2 separate regions of the Gossypium hirsutum genome follow, and region 1 is linked to region 2. The links are chromatin contacts, called in public Hi-C maps. All regions are on one chromosome and are shown on one strand. Each heading gives the region's core, a stretch centred on a gene start, on an enhancer-like site or on the middle of the called end of the contact. The rest is flanking DNA. Distances are from core to core; before and after follow the strand shown. Region 1 holds the start of LOC107901054. Region 2 holds the start of LOC107901064.

What was found. Hi-C and Micro-C count contacts between places; a contact is called where the count stands out from the background.
Region 1: a Hi-C map of leaf shows a contact between it and region 2, with 2.4 times the contacts expected there. The contact joins the promoter of LOC107901054 here to the promoter of LOC107901064 in region 2. A contact is called at or near these places in 2 of 34 Hi-C or Micro-C datasets (both in leaf).

Annotation. Positions count from the first base shown.
Region 1 is chrD06:14,811,103-14,813,802 of Gossypium_hirsutum_v2.1, reverse strand. LOC107901054 reads left to right here and starts at 1,306. Exons shown (of 1, transcript XM_016826895.2): 1 at 1,306-2,360. The coding sequence starts at 1,702. The coding sequence ends at 2,124.
Region 2 is chrD06:14,610,652-14,613,506 of Gossypium_hirsutum_v2.1, reverse strand. LOC107901064 reads left to right here and starts at 1,541. Exons shown (of 6, transcript XM_016826908.2): 1 at 1,541-1,664; 2 at 1,773-1,919; 3 at 2,169-2,321; 4 at 2,479-2,654. The coding sequence starts at 1,788.

The sequences.
Region 1 (2,700 bases), core at 57-2,556, 200 kb before region 2:
CTGGTCCCAACAACAAAATGAAGAAAAGATTCCCCTTGCCGGTGAAGGTGTGAAAGAGGAGTCCTTTCATAAGGAAGCTGCCACTGCCACACCTCTTCAACCGGTTTTGGCCTTGCCTTTGTCCGTATAGAAGAAGAGTGAGCAAATCTTGCACATGGTTCATTTGCCTTGCACCATTGTCTTTTTCTGACGTTAAATGAAGTCTGATACCGCTCTCTTTTAGCATGAAGAAAGAGTAGACATACGAATTCTTAATTAAACTTAGCTAAACCTTTGCAGCATGGTTGGAGAAAAAGAACGTCATAAGCTTTGGCCGTCACAGACAATAAAGCCTCCTCCTTTAGCTGTTCTGGTTCCAACCCAAGCTAAGTCTCTTCCTTTTCTGTACAATCTTTTGATCGAGCTGTCCCTGGTTTCAGCACAAAATACACCATTTTTATCTACAAAATCCTTTCAATAATGCTTCTCCCAAGTTTAGTCACCCGCTACTAGAAGAAACAAACAAAGTGTCTAAAAGATAAAAAATAATACCTTGGAAGCTTACCTGCAACAAGAATTTTGGATGCCAGTGGCAGTTCCAAGTAGGTGAGGAGATATAGGCAAAATGAAGACGATTTGAAGTACCGAGTTCATCAGAAAAACCCACGAAAAAGACCCAACAACTTCTAAAGGGAACTGAAAAATGCTGCTACAAAGATGTTTGTTTGAGAGAAATCTCTGATAGTGAGATATGATGATTGTGAACTATTCTAAATGCTATGATTTGAATTTTCTGCTGGATTATTAAGAAGAGTAGTTGGAATTGTGTATAGGACTTCCACTACCCTCCAATTATCAAGCACCACATGTCCGCTGAAATGGAAGAAGATAAGAAAAAGACCCATAGTTGTTATATTTATAACTAAAAGATTAAAACCCAGATTTTGAACATCATCAAAGTAGTAATGGACAGTTTCATTGATTAAAAGCTTCATATTAGATCAGCATTGTGGGGTTGTATGGGAATACATTTACTACCATTACAGTAGAAACCACAAATGTGGTTCTATATTTTCTTTTAAGCTGGACTCAGTTTCATAAGATTTGGAGCAATGCATTGAAGAGTAGTATCTCAACACTGAACCTAGACATATTCATATACGGTCAATTAATGTAACTATTATGATCGTGGTTATGAATTTTAGACGGAAAAAGGTTTCATCTTGATTGGGTTTTTGATTTAAAAGTATATTGTTGCTGTGGTCACATCTGGCTGTCTGGTGGCAGCAATTTTAGCAGCCGCAGGTTTTCATTTGAATCCCAAAGTCTCAATCACGTCAACCATGCCAAAATCCACAATACTTGGATCTATAATGGGTTTAGTTTCTCCTCATCTCATTTAAGTTAATCAGTTTTTATTATTTTAGTTTATGTTGGAATATATTTCATAGTAATTTTGATAATTTCTGATTTATCTGTGGGACAGCCACAAGCATGGCAAATGGAAATTGGCAACCACTTTATTCTTTTGCTTAAATTTCATTTGTCTTTTTTTTTTTATCACATCCACATGACATAACTTTTTTTAACTTACCTGTTCCTCTCCCTTCACAATATAAGAGTTGCACAGAACACAAAACAGAAAACAAAACATAGTTTAGAAAACATAGAAATAAGAACAGAGCAACAAAACGAAGGAATATTCAATGTTTGTTCCCTGCAATGGCGGTTTCAAGCATAGACACTCAAAACCCACCCAGCAAAGCGACAGCTCCGATCGAAATTCACTGCGTTAAATGTGAGTCCTGCGGCTTCACAGAGGAGTGCACCCTTGCATATATACTGCGTGTCCGGGAACGTTACCAAGGCCGTTGGATTTGTGGGCTGTGCATCGAGGCCGTCAAGGATGAGGCTCTGAGATCGGATACGCTTATTTCCACCGAGGAAGCACTGGACCGACACATCAAATTCTGCAATCAGTTCAAGGCGTCGAGTCCTTTAGATGAAACGGAGCACCCTATCTCGGCCATAGGGAGGATTCTTCGTCGAAGCCTGGATTCACCCCGGCCTCTTAGGTCTAACTCAAGTGGAGTCTTTCCAGGATTTGAAGAAGTCACTCAAGGCTCCATCTCTTCATCCGTCTGAGAGCTGTTTCTCACCTCTTTCCGGCTTGATTATTCTTCCCAAGTTTTACGGTTACTTGGTAGTGCATGGAAAACAGAGGAATTCTGTTTGAATATAAGATTGTTAATAATTATATATGTCTTAATTGCTGTAATGTTTTGGAATCTGAATTTAATGAACCTTGTAGTGTAAACAGCATGTATATCTGATGAACAGCTTCGGCTTTCAAAGTTTATAAGATTTAGAGTATCTGAGTATGTTCTTTGTGATGAGCACAATCCGAGCATATTATAATCTTACAGCATGTGTTATATATTATGACTTGGAACAGCCCAGATTAGCCAGCTGCCACTCTAGCTGCTGTGCAGTCTCAATTAGCATGATGTACAACACAAATATCTTGGTTTTTCTTTTTGGAACTTTCCCAACCCATAAAAAAGAAAAGAAAAAAAATTCCGACATTTTTTAAGAATCTTATTGCCCCAAGACCAAGGGGGTTGTGGCAAAAGAACATTGCTCCAAGTCACTGCTGTTTTTGACTTAGAATTCCCCAGGATTCATGGGTCAAGCAAGGTCGTTTCTTGCACTTTTTCAGTA
Region 2 (2,855 bases), core at 292-2,791:
TTATATTTAAGCAGTTGGAATATATATATATATATATGGGTGTTAACCATAATAATTAAGAGTATTAGTTATTTAAATTAACTAGTTAATGATATTATAATAACAAAGTACCAAATTAGAATATGAAAAGCATATAGAGAATTTCACAAATTTAAGCATACCATAATATGACCTCAAACCTAACATAATCATTTCTGATAAATAAATAGATCGTTAGTGCTAAGGTGCTTGTCAGTTGTCTGTTAAGCTGTAGATACAAATACAATTAAAAAAAGTAAAATAACATAGATTAACATAAGAATTGGTTTTAAGTTTGGGAATTTCTTTTATACGTCGTAACCTACTATAAATCAATGATACAATATATGACTTAAATTTAACTCCCTAATTAAATTATAACTTTACTCCTATACACTCCATTAGTATCGCTATTCTAATAAGACTTCTCCTTAAAAGCTTAATTATATATTAAACGTGAAAACAATTTGTTTGTGGTCAAAATACACCTGATACAAAAAAAAATTTATGAATAAACAAGTGCTTTATTTGATTTGTATATCGACACACATAAACAAGTCTCATTTTAAATAAACCTTTTGTAGACTTGTAATCCTTAAAGTGTAAACAAAATAATCAACTTCATATAATTGTTAGATTTTTTTTGGTCAAAATCTTGCACAACCATCTAGTTACAATTGGAATCAGGAAGGCTGGAATGTGCAACTGCTGCTAACAAATTTTTTAAGGAAAAAATCGGAAATCATTCATTCAAACTAAGCCAACATATATGAGCATTATAAGAACTACTTGAGAGAACGGAAACAAGACCACAATACAGAACGAGATAACCCATCGAAGCAAAAGTCCGCACAGTAACCCAAAATATAAACATGGGACACAACAAACTAGTCGTCGCCATCACCCAAGCCGAAGCAAAGAGGAGATAGGACCTAGATAGGTGCACGAAGCTTGCTTCCGAGAAGCGTTAACTCCTCAAGAAACAAATCCAAGTTAAGTGTCACGAAACATGGGCTAAAAGCAAACAAAAAAAATAAGAAAAGAAACTGACTGAACAGTGAAGACACGCAGGCCTTGTCAGAATAACGAGACCACCACGGACCACTACAAAATCTCATTAGTTGTGGACAATGATGTTTATAAAAGGCCCTGCAGGACTTGGGTAGTGGTCAATGCTCTGATATTGTATACTTTTTTAAGATTCAACAGGATTAACTTGTTTGGAATCCGACATTCCTTTTTGAGATTCAATGGGGTTGGTTTAGTTGGTAAGAACCTGACATTTCATCCGAGACTGGTTTTAAATTTGATTTTCATTCCTGAAAAGAGATCTGCGGCATGCATGGCATGACCTTCCCTCTTAAAAACAAGGAGAATGAACTACGTAACTAAATACCATTAGTCATTAGATATGGGCCTATATATCAATAAATCCTGTTGGACCCTGAGGAACTGACACCGTCTTTGAATAAGGTGGACCTTGGCCCAAGCTCAAGTTGGACATGGATACCATCGTCATTCTTTTTAAAACACGAATAAATTCACACACACACTTAACAAGAACTCAGAAAGCTTATTCCTTTAAAATTGCCGATTCCTCTTCCCATTGAAGCATGGTTCTAGTATAATCCAATCCTATCTTATAGGTAAGTATACTTTCAACTCAAATCTTTCCAGTACGAAAGTACTGCTGAGAGTTAACATTGACTTTTATTGTATGGTTTCTCTTGGGAACTGAATTTTCTTCTCTCCAGTTTGGTGGGTTGAACATGGAGCCGCCGCCTACTGGTGAAGAACCCACTTCGTGGGATGAGCTATATAACATAAATTTGATTCCTTCTGAGCTGTTCCTCAAGTTTAGAAAAGAAATTCAGGGGTTTCGAGTTGGTGTCAATTTGGAGGTTATTTTTCTTTGCTCCTTTTTTTTATTACTTTTACAGTCTTAGGTTGCTCCCTCCATTCATATTATATTGGTGCCAATTCAGGGGTATGAGCCCATGAAAGGAAATTTCTTTTAGCCAATTCAACTTTAAATGTTGCTTTTTTACTTGAAAAGGGGTATTTTTTTTTACAAAAGATAATGTATATCATCCTGTACAGTTTGTTGTTGTTTTGAGCTGTTGAGTAATTGCATCTTAGTTTTGGTTCAGTTCTTCAATGCCCCTATGAATGATTTCCAAACTAAGCTTGTGCTGAAACCTTTATCCCCTGAACGGAGGTGGAAGTTTGCATATGAGCCTATAAGACAAGATGTACGCCTTATTTCCAAAAAGATCCCTGTCACAAAATTTCTTAATCTCCAGGTCTGCTCTACTTTACACAGATAAACTTTCTATTAGTGATAGAATATACAAGTCTATTCCAAATCTGACATTTATTGCTGTAGGTGAATTTATTTGTTTCTCATGCATGATTTTGCCTAGATTTTGCAATGGTTATGGTAAAATGTTTTGGAAATAGGTTGGCATAGGCCACAATTTCAAGATGAATGCAATTGGTTGGAAATGGAAGCTCACCACCTGTTTTGGTGGAGATGGAATTTCTCGGATTCGGAATAAGACAACTCTTGGCTTGGTTCCCGGCCTGGATTTTCGATTTGGGTGGAGGGCAGATTATGTTCTTCCAGAAGTTACTGGGCAAGTTCCTTGAACATGTATTTTAAGAATATTTATTTCACAAAACGGGGGAAGCAATAAGCTTATGTCTAATAGAAGAATCATATTTGATTTCCTTGATCTTGTATGAAGATATTCCAAGGAAACTGCAAGTCGATGGCTATTAGGACACATCTAGAATATTCATTGATGTTATTACTCATATGCTTTAAACATGACTCA